Linked DNA regions of Sus scrofa: region 1 is linked to region 2. A link is a contact called in public Hi-C data. All regions are on one chromosome and are shown on one strand. Each heading gives the region's core, a stretch centred on a gene start, on an enhancer-like site or on the middle of the called end of the contact. The rest is flanking DNA. Distances are from core to core; before and after follow the strand shown. Region 1 holds the start of C3H16orf58 (RUS1 family protein C16orf58 homolog). Region 2 holds the start of NIPSNAP2 (protein NipSnap homolog 2).

What was found. A called contact is a pair of places that touch in the nucleus more often than the background predicts.
Region 1: a contact with region 2 is called in a Hi-C map of embryonic fibroblasts, with 1.7 times the contacts expected there. The contact joins the promoter of C3H16orf58 here to the promoter of NIPSNAP2 in region 2. A contact is called at or near these places in 3 of 5 promoter capture datasets (fetal liver and liver), 10 of 47 Hi-C or Micro-C datasets (embryonic fibroblasts, epiblast stem cells, fetal liver and 6 more) and 2 of 2 datasets of contacts at active chromatin or transcription factors (alveolar macrophages and skeletal muscle).

What each region holds. Positions count from the first base shown.
Region 1 is chr3:17,063,129-17,068,369 of Sscrofa11.1, forward strand. It overlaps C3H16orf58 (RUS1 family protein C16orf58 homolog), which reads left to right and starts at 2,652. Exons shown (of 13, transcript XM_021086379.1): 1 at 2,652-3,006; 2 at 3,213-3,327. The coding sequence starts at 2,707.
Region 2 is chr3:16,940,436-16,946,293 of Sscrofa11.1, forward strand. It overlaps NIPSNAP2 (protein NipSnap homolog 2), which reads right to left and starts at 1,332. Exons shown (of 10, transcript XM_021086363.1): 1 at 1,131-1,332. The coding sequence starts at 1,222.

The DNA.
Region 1 (5,241 bases), core at 1,402-3,901, 120 kb after region 2:
CCACTGAATTTTTTTCTTTTTTCTTTTTTCTTTTTTTTTTTTTTTTTTTGGTCTTTTTGCCTTTTCTAGGGCCGCTCCTGCGCATGTGGAGGTTCCCAGGCTAGGGGTCGAATTGGAGCTGTAGCCGCTGGCTTACACCAGAGCCACAGCAACGTGGGATCTGAGCCGCGTCTGCAACCTACACCACAGCTCACGGCAACACCAGATCATTAACCCACTGAGCAAGGGCAGGGACCAAACCCGCAACCTCATGGTTCCTAGTCGGATTTGTTAACCACTGAGCCATGACGGGAACTCCGAATTTTTCTTTTTCTTTCTTTTTATGCCCGCACCTGCAGCATATGGAAATTCCCAGACTAAGGGTCAAATCAGAGCTGCAGCTGCTAGCCTACACCACAGCCACAACACTAGGATCCAACCTACATCTGCGACCTATACCACAGCTCACAGCAATGCTGAGCCACAACAAGAACTCCTGCTCACTGAATATTTGTTGAATGAATAGATGAATAAATTACTTTTACCAGTTTTCAGCTCAGTAACTTTGCTGAAGTCACTTCACATATGCAAGCCCTAGTTCCCTTGTTTAGGGGAGGAATAGGAGTTCCTGTTGTGGCACAGCAGAAACAAATCTGACCAGTATCCCTGAGGATACGGGTTCAACCCCTGACCTCGCTCAGTGGGTTTGGGATATGGCACTGCTGTGAGCTGTGGTGTAGGTCATAGATGCGGCTTGGATCCCGAGTGGCTGTAACTGTGGTGTAGACCAGCAGCTGTAGCTGTTTCAACCCCTGGCTTGGGAATTTCCATATGCCGAGGGTGCAGCCCAAAAAGCAAAAAAATTTAAAAAATGTAAAATCATACCTACAAGGGCTAGTGAGAAAATAAATTCATTCATTCCACTTATGAATATTTAGCACCTGCCTTGTGCCGGTTCCTGGGAAATATCAGTGCCAAAGACAAAGTTCCTCTCCCCTACGAGCTTAAGTTCTACTGGGGGGAGTGAGAGGATGAACAGTAAGGGGTGAACTCTGGGAGAGCGAGCAGGGCCCCATCTATAGAGCTTCGTGGGCCCTGGCAGAGTGTGTTTTGTTTTCAAATGTGAAAGAAAGCCATTGAAGGGTTTGGAAGAGAATGTTGCTATCCTCTTCCATAAAACAGGAAGCTACTGAAAGGTTTTAAGCAGGGGAGTTTTGTTTTGTGTTTAGGGCCTCACTGGTGGCCTATGGAGGTTCCCAGGCTAGGGGTCGAATCAGAGCTGTAGCCACTGGCCTACACCATAGCCACAGCAATGCCACAGCTCACAGCAACACCAGAACCTTAACCCACTGATCGAGGCCAGGGATTGAAACTGCATCCTTGTGATTACTAGTCAGATTCCTTTTCGCTAAGCCACGATGGGAACTCCTAAGCAGGGGAGTTTTAAGCTGGCTAGGGAGCTGACTCCAAGGGGCAGGAGGGGAAGTGGGGACAGGCATTCGACAATATACCGAGCATTGAGCAGAATGTTCCATGCTGCTCATCGCCTTGACTTTATGCTCACTGATCTCCCCACTTCCCACACGGTATTTAGACTTTTCCCGCAATTTCGTAGACCCTCTCCCCCAGTAAACACCAGAACTTCTTGCCCATTTCTCCTGTCCTGACACTCTTAACTGCAATCCCTTGATTTTCTCATTCTTCAGATATTCTTAGGATCTTTTCAGAAATAATATTCTTCGGAGTTCCCGTCATGGTGCAGCAGAAACAAATCCTACTAGAAACCATGAGGTTGTGGGTTCAATCCCTGGCCTTGCTCAGTGGGTTAAGGATCTGGCATTGCCTTGAGCTGTGGTGTAGGTCGCAGACGCAGATTGGATCTGGCGTTGCTGCAGTGTAGCCTGGGAACCTCCATATGCTGCAGGCACGGCCCTAGAAAAAACCAAATAGACCAAAAAAAAAGGGGGGGTGGGGGTGGGGTCTTAACAGGGTCTCAGGGATGATCTGGTCCAACTTATCATTTATTTATAAATATCTTTTTTTTTTTTTTTTGTCTTTTTGCTATTTCTTGGGCCGCCCCTGCGGCATATGGAGGTTCCCAGGCTAGGGGTCGAGTCGGAGCCATAGCCACCGGCCTACGCCAGAGCCACAGCAACACGGGATCCGAGCCGCGTCTGCAACCTACACCACAGCTCACGGCAACGCGGGATCCTTAACCCACTGAGCAAGGGCAGGACCAAACCCGCAACCTCATGGTTCCTAGTCGGATTCGTTAACCACTGCGCCACAACGGGAACTCCTATAAATATCTTTTACACACCTACTATGTGTTGGGTATTGGGAATGGGAGACAAATATAGTCCCTGCCCTCACAATAAAAAAGGCACCTGGAGCCCCTTAGGCACAATGACTTGCCCAAAGCCACAAGCTAAAAATTCTGTGGCTGCACCAGGTCTCAACCCAACGATAGGAATGCCCTCTTCCAGGGTTTGGCGGGCCAGAGGGCTCCCGCGGGGCCAGACAAAATGCTGCGAAGAACCAGGGGTTAGGACCAACCGCAGAGGTGGCCAAGAGATAGGAGAGGAATGGTTCAGTTCCCAGGTTGCCGGAAGGAGGCCGGCGGCCCTTTCGCGAAGGAAGATTGCCCCTCTGCGGCCGCCGTAGCCGCGCCGGAAGCGTTGTCTGAACATGTATCTCGTCCCGCGAAACTGAAGGGAGGGAACCACGATGGCTGACGTTGCAAGGCGTGAGGCTCCACTGTGCTCCGAGCAGTTCGGTTCCGGGACAGCCCGGGGCTGTCGCGCTGCCGCCGACGGGACCCTGCAGTGGGAGGCCTGGGGGAAGCGCTGGTGGGGGTTCTCCGGGGCTTTCACAGCGAAACCCGGAGAACGAGATGGGGACGGAGGGGTGGCTCCCGGGACGGCCTCCCCACCTCTCTCCCGGCTCCTGGCCGTGTTCCTGCCGCAGGGCTTCCCCGATAGCGTCAGCCCGGACTATCTGCCCTACCAGCTGTGGGATTCCGTGCAGGTCAGCTCGGCCGACTGGGGAAAGGGGCGACATGTAGCCTGGGTAGGGAGGACAGTGCGCCACCTCTTCCCATCCCACTTATAGGCTGGAGACTGAGGCCCAGAGCAGAGCTGTGACAGGTCCCAGGCCACACACCCAGGAGATAATAGATCTTAGACCAGCATGCTCCTGCGCCCACTCCTCATCCCACTTCTTTTCTTCTCCAGGCCTTTGCTTCCAGCCTCTCGGGCTCCCTGGCCACCCACGCAGTCTTGCTGGGCATAGGGGTAGGGAACGCAAAAGCCTCTGTTTCAGCTGCCACGGCCACCTGGCTCGTGAAAGGTGAGCTGGGCCCCTGGAGTCTCACCTATCTCTCCTCTCAGTCCTGCCATTTCTCTGTCCTCTTTTTCCTCCGACTGGGAGGCCCAACCCCTACTTTCCCCTTTACCTAGCTCCCGGCTGTGATGAGTATGTTTACACATGCCTCTCTGATTAGATCCAAGAGCCAGGTCTCCCCAGTTCCCAGAATAGTGCCTTGTGCCCTGTTAAAAAACAGCATTCAACGGAGTAAATTTTAGTGATTTTTATTGGCTTTATTGACGACGGATTAGTAACCCACGAGGGGAATACCACTCGTCCTGCACACCAGCCTTGCAGCTGCACTCTTTCCCGTACAATACTGTTCAGTGCCCTTTAATCATCTGGAGCCCAGATGCCTAAATTAATGGGTCCCTCCCCTTTACTCCTAATCTGTGGAGAACTGCCTCAGAGTTCAGTTATTAAATAAAACTGCCAGTTGCCTGGAGTCTGGGAAATTAGTTAATTCTAGACAAAAACAATTTTGTAACTTGTCCTAAGTGGCGGAGAGGAGGTTGTGGGAAGGACGAAAGGCATTTTAGATCCCCTGGGATACTAGATGATGCCATAAATGATAACTGTAGTAACTATCTGTTGAATATATAGTTTTTGAAAACCGCTAACAAAAAAGGGGAAAAAAAAAAAAGATATAGTTTGGTACCTTGTCACCTAGAGAGTGAAGTAGAGAAGAAAAGGGAAACTTCCACATCAGGAGGGCCCATGGCTCTCTCTACTGTTTTTCCCTGTGGTTCCCAGTGGGGATATAAATCAAACCCAGGGTAAGGCGGAGTGGAGTTCCTGTTGTGGCTCTGGGGTAATGAGCCAGATTAGTATCCATGAGGTTGCAGGTTCAATCCCTGGCCTCGTTCAGTGGGTTAAGGATCCAGCATTGCCACAAGCTGCAGCATAAGTCTCAGACTTGGCTCGAATCCCATGTTGCTGTGGCTGAGGCATAGGCCAGCAGCTGTGGTTGGGATTCTCCCCCTAGCCTGGGGACTTCATATGCCGGTGGGTGTGGCCCTAAAAAGACCAAATCAATCAGTCAGTCACAATGGGGGCAAGGCTCTTTCTGCTCCCAGCATCATCCTGGCCACAGCTCTGGTGACCCTCCCTGGATCTTTTGGAGAATCTGGAGGTTCCTGATTATACCCTCACCATTAAGACGAGCAGATTGTCCAAATATGAGTCACCACTGGAAAGAAGCTCCTTTTCTGAGAGTGCTTATCAGTGGAGAAGTGGTGATCGGTGACTCTTGTCCTAGTTGTCTCTTCTTTTAACAATAAAATTCCCTAAACAGTACTTATTATGTACCAGTCTTTAAATGTACTGACTCAGTCTTCACAGTAACTCTGAGAGGGGTATTGTCACTCTGTCCATTTTATAGATGGGGAACCTGAGGCACAGAAGAGTTAAGTTGCCTAGAGTCACAGCCAGTAAGTGTTAGGGCATGGATTTGAACCCAGGAGGTCTAGTTCCAGGGTACAAAGACCATTTCAAGATGTGGAAAGATAACCACTTAAAACCTGTTATTGACATTAAAAGAAGCCCCCTTAGGTGTTCCCTGGTGGCCTAGCGATTAAGGATCCAGTGTTATTGCTGTGGCTTGGGTCACTGCTGTGGCATGGGTTCAGTCCCTGGCCTGGAAACCTCTATGCTGCAGACTTTGCAAAAATAACAACAACAACAAAAAAAAAACCTTCTTAATTAGAAGGAATGTTACAGGAGTTCCTGTCCTGGCACGGCAAAAACAAATCTGACTAGGAACCATGAGGTGGTAGGTTCGATCCCTGGCCTTGCTCAGTGGGTTAAGGATCTGACGTTGCCGTGAACTGTGGTGTAGGTCATAGACACAGCTCCGATCTGGCATTGCTGTGGCTGTGGTGTAGGCCAGTGGCTACA
Region 2 (5,858 bases), core at 82-2,581:
GAAACATAAACATCCAATTTTGTAACACAACTTGAGCAGCAGTCCTTACAAGGGCACTGGGCCTGAAGTGTAACCAACTTGGGTTCAAATGCCTTTTCTAGCCACGTGTCTTCAGCAGGTTGAGGTTCCTTCTCATCTCTAAGATGTAGATCCTATTACTTCCTTCTTAAGATTGCTACTAGGATTACACTAAATAAATAAGCTGTTATCATATAAAGCTGGCCCACATTAAGAGTTTTAACAGGTACTTCCTTCCCTTTTCCATTTTTTGAAATGCCAACTGTATTTTCTAGAGGCTCACTATTGAAGATAAACAACAAGATAAAATTCATATAACCTAACGTAAATAAACCGGGAAAGCAAATGGACGTGTAAATTGGTTGATATGGGCTCTGGTTTTTCAACTGGGCAAACAGGACATGGCTGTGTCCGGGATGGACTCAGAAAATCGAATATGTAATCCAATGAGGTTAGGAAAAAAGTTTAAACATGAACCCACCCCCTACTTCGTGCTGATAACTGTACATACTTTTTTGATCCACTACCTACTTTTCAATGCAAGTCAACAACTGTCCGTAAGGCGGACACCTCTTGGCTACTTCCCCAATCTCCACTGAGGGATCGCCGGGGCCGATGTATTATTTTATTTCTTCACAGCAACCTAGGAGGTGAGTGGTAGGTACCTCCACTACCGTTTACAGATGCTGACACTGAGGCTTTGCGCGGGCGAGCAGCTTTCTCAGGACGCCCTGCAGGAACCCCGAGGCCCAAGTTCAAGGCCTGCGGCCTCAGCCACGCGCTGGCCGCTGCCCCACGACTCCGGGTCGCGCAGGGTCAAGGTCCAACAGGCCGGGCCGGCTCCGCGCGCGGACGTGGCTTCGGCGCTGGGTGTCATTCCCGCCATGACCTTGAGCCCCGCCGGCCCGGCAGCAGGCGCTCCGACCCTGCCGAGGCTCCGGCTCGCCCCGCCACGCGGACCGCGGCCTCAGCCCAGCCGCCCCACAGCCCCGGCGGCCCTGCCCCATGGGAACGCTACCGAGCCAGGGCGGAGACCCGCGCCGAGGACCCCGCGCCCTCCGCCCCGCGGCGGCCCCTCCCCGGCCGCTCCCGGAAAGGGCGGCGCTGCTCACCGGAGCCCGGGCAGGAGGCTGCAGGGGGCGGCCCGCCACAGGAAGCCGCCGCCTGAGGCCGCTCCGCCGGCGCGCAACACTCGCGCCGCCATCTTGCTCCGGAGCCTCGACTCCCACCGCCCCGGCCTCCGCTGACGCCGCCGCCGCCGCCGCCGCCGCCGCGACCCCTCCCCCGGCCGGGCCCGCCGAGGCGGGGGGCGGGGCGGGGCGGGGCGGGGCAGGGCGTGCGGCCGCTGCAGTGCGGGGCGCGACCGCCAGGGGGAGTGGGGCCCAGGACGCTGCAGCGCGGGGAGCGGCCGCCAGGGGGAGCGGGGGGGGCGCAGAGGTCTGGTCCTCAGTGCGTCCTGGCACTGAGGTCCCGGAGTTGCAAGAAAGGAGCGGGAAGCCTGAGGGCAACCGATTTTGAGACTTCAAGCTCCGACGAAAGGAGCTCGGTGCCCAGCACAGGGGCCACCCAGGGGTCGAGGGCAAGGCTTGAACATACGTGGAGAGATTCACCGGAAGAGAGTAACACAGTTCCTAGGGGAATCCAGGGCCTGGGGGCGAATCTGAGAGGCAGCTTCTTTTTAGATTTTGCACCAAGTACATACATTGCCTTTTCAAAAATAAATTACGCTTTAATAAAAACATTCTCGTTCTGGATGGAAACATACTCAGATACTCTCGTGGTCTCCGGACTCCTTGTTCTGTTGATGTGAGCATGCCGCTGGGTGTGAAATGATCGGAGTGTGTCAAGTGTGAGAATGGAGAGGTTGACAAGACCGGAAGGGAGCCCGGGCTGGAGAGTGCGTCCCCAGGGGTGCCTGGAAAGTGGAAGAAAGACCCTGGGGAGCTGGCACAGCGTCCTGGTCCCAAGGAAAGAGCAGACAGGTGGAGGGAGGGAGAACTCCGGCCGCCCAAGGAAACAGCTTAAACAAAGGCGTGGGTTGAAGTTCCCGTCGTGGCTTGTTGGTTAATGAACCCGACTAGTATCTATGAGGATGCAGGTTCCATCCCTGGCCTTGCTCAGTGGGTTAAGGATCTGGCGTTCCGTGAGCTGCAGTGTAGGTCGCAAGTGCGGCATCGGATCTGATTTTGCTGTGGCTGTGGCGTACGGCTGCCGCTGCAGCTCCAATTCAACCTCTAGCCTGTTTGGGAGAAATGTATCCTGTGGGGAAATAAAAGAACCACTGATAGAATCATGAAACCGCAGCTAAGAGCTAGACAGAAAATTGAGGAGCAGTTAAGCTCCTATTAGATCCCTAGCCTGGGAACATCCATATGCCATAAGTGCGGTCCTAAAGAGACAAAAAGACCAAAAAAAAAGAAAATGGGGAGAAACAGGGGAGGAGCTTCCCAGCCACCAAAGGGGGCATTTTCATGGCCCAGAAGAAAATGTCCTTAAGACTGGGTAGATTACAGATCTCTAGGAGGGGTGGGGACAGGCACTCAGCTTGTGTGTGGAGGGGTCTCTGGAGTTGGTAATTCTAAAGATGAAGGGAGGAGGAGGGGGCTTCAGGGCTGAGTCCTACAATGTTAATATGGCAAGGAGCCACCAGGAGGGCAGAAATGGTCCTGTGGATGGAGGAGTGGCAACAAGGATTTGCTCCAGACCAGGGAGAGGCATGTGGTGGGAAGGCAGTCAGGCACAGAGGGACAGGTGGCCACAGGCTGAGTGGGTGAGGTTGTTCCTGATCTCAACTGGCTTATGCTTCTTGGGGCGGTGGAGGTGGCAGAGACCCAAAAGGGAGGCTGGCGTGAGCTCTCCCCAGGGCAGAAAGGACAGGTCCCCATCCTGGACTGTGGGAGGCAGGGCCTCTTAAAGCCAGTGATGCTGTTGTGACTTTCTAACACATTCCCTAGATTTCTCAGTTCTATTTCGGGAGACAAATGCTTTCAAATCTGTTTTCCTGAAATGTAAACTTGATAGGCGTTTCTTTGATGACTTGGCTCTTGGGTTCTTTATTAGGCCACTCATTCTGCCCCCTTTTTTTTTTTGTCCACAACCTCAGCATGTGGAAGTTCCCAAGCCAGGGATTGAACCCACGCAACCGTTGAGGTCTGCACCATAGCTGTGACAACACCGAATCCTTAACCTGCTGTGCCACACGCAAACTTCCTTGTTCTTCACTTTTTTCTCCACTATCATTTTGCTCTAAGTTCTATTAACCCAGTGCATTTTACTGAAGGGAGGGAGGTGCTCCATATTTATAGTTGTGTGGCTTAGGTTCCAATATCATAGGATAAACATTAGGCATCTTCCTGGAGTTTAATTTTTACATCAAGATTTCCAGGAAAATATCTATGTTAAAATTAAAATGATACATTAGAGCATATGTAAGCATTTAAAGTACTTGAACTTTTATTTCCATTCTTTTTTGCTTTTTTTAGGGCCGCACCCATGGCATATGGAGGCTCCCAGGCCAGGGGTCCAATCGGAGCTATAGCTGCCAGCCTACACCACAGCCACAGCAACGCCAGATCCAAGCTGTGTCTGTGACCTACACCACAGCTCGTGACAACCCTGAATCCTTGACTTGCTGAGCGAGGCCAAAGATTGAAACTGCATCCTCACAGACACTATGTCGGGTTCTTAACCCACTGAGCCACAATGGGAACTCCACTATTTGCGCTTTTAGAGATGGCTCGGACGGGTGTCCTGTCCCCTCCAGGATAACCAGTACCCCACACTCCCACCTAGACAGTCTTAGATGCTCCCCTTTCACTCACCCTCCCTGGTGCCAAGCCTGCAAGTTCCTCTTGGCACATCATCTAACTTCTTTTCAACTTCCCCGCCCGACTCAGTTTCCATCTTAGACGCAATCTTTGAACAGGTCACTGTCTTCCGACCTCTAATCTTCTCCATTCCCGTCTATTTCTGACACGGATGCTATTATCTTACGGAAATGTGAATCTAAGTATATCACTCTTTAAAACATTAAGTAATGGGGGTTACTTAATGTTTTAATTAAGTTCTAATTAGAACTATTAGAAATACTTCTAATTCCAGAATTTCTCTACCTAAGTTCCACCCATGTCCAATGTCCCAGACATGCTCACTGCTTTCAGAACCCCTTGGTCATGCTTCCTCTCATCCTTCGAGGACTTTATATACTCCCTTCCCTCTGCCAGGAATGCCCTTTTCACACGCCTCATGCACTAACCTTAAGACTTGTCCTTTAAGATTCAGTTCTAGCACTATCTCATCTCTTCTGGAAAGTTACCCTAACTTCACCCCACTCATGTGCTTCTGTTTGTCATGAAGGAATCTGTGCATCCCTCCCAGGAGATTATGAGCCCTGAGAGGGCGGGCAGTGCCTGTTGTAATTACTGAAATGCTCTGCTTGACAATACATGTATTCCCTAAGGTTGAAATATGCTCTAAGTCCCTTTCTGGGAGCCAGAAAACTGAAATATAGAGCTCAATGCTTCATCAGCTTATCACAGGTTAATCTAAGTTATCACAGCTTATAATGAACAGCAATAATTCTGAAACTCAGAGTTCGCATCATGGCTCAGCGGAAACGAAATCTGACTAGTATCTATGAGGATGCAGGTTCGACCCCTGGCCTCACTCGGTGGGTTAAGGATCCGGCGTTGCCGTGAGCTGTGGTGTAGGTTGGATCCCATGTCGTTGTGGCTGTGGTATGGGCTGTGGTGTGGGATGGCAGCTACAGCTCTGATTCGACCCCTAGCCTGGGAACCTCTACATGCTGCGGGTACCGCCCTAAAAGAGAAGTCAAAACTCTGAAACTTTCCAACTCAAATGCATGTGTGAGAAGTTCTACAGCTTCATCAATGTATCAGATTTTAAGAACTCGTTTCTATTTAATCAAGCCTAGGACATGGAATAAAAGAAAAATGGCAGAATTTGAGTTTAATTTTCTACATGTCAACATTTTTTTTTTTTGGCCACGCCCAAGGCATGTGGAAGTTCCCAGGCCAGGGACTGAACCCGAACCACAGCTGCAATCTGAGTCACAGCAGTGACAATGCTGGAGCCCTAACCCACTGTGCCACCATGGGAACTTTTTTGTTGGCTGTGCCTGTGGCATATAGAAGATCCTGGGCCAGGGACTGACCCAAGTCATAGCAGTGACAATGCTGGAGCCCTAACCCACTGTGCCACCAAGGGAACTTTTTTGTTGGCTGTGCCTGTGGCATATAGAAGATCCTGGGCCAGGGACTGACCCAAGCCACAGCAGTGACAACACCAAATTCTTAACTGCTAGGCCACCAGTTCTTAAAATACAGAACTTTAATCTGATAAAGTCTGACCCAGTCATGTTTATTATTTCCCTGTGGAATTGGTTAAATCAGAGTAAAAAATTAATTTTGAATATATGCCATCAAAAATAAACATTCGCTTAATGCAGGCTTATCTATGAATAATATCAAAAGGTTTTCTTCTCTCAAAATAAAAAAATGGAAATGGGAAAAAAAAAATACACCTTCTAAAAGTTTTTTTTTTTTTTTTGCTTTTTAGGGCCAAACCTTCGGCATATGGAAGTTCCCAGGTTAGGAGTCGAATTGCAGCTATAGCTGCTGGCCTATGTCACAGCAACTTGGGATCTGTGACCTACACCACAGCTCACAACAACACCGGATCCTTAACCCACTGAGTGAGGCCAGGGATCGAACTTGCATCCTCATGGATCCTAGTCCGGTTCGTTAACCACTGAGCCATGAAGGGAATGTCTTCTAAAACAGTTTTACGAAACAGTTCAGTGGATCGCTAGGCACACTTAG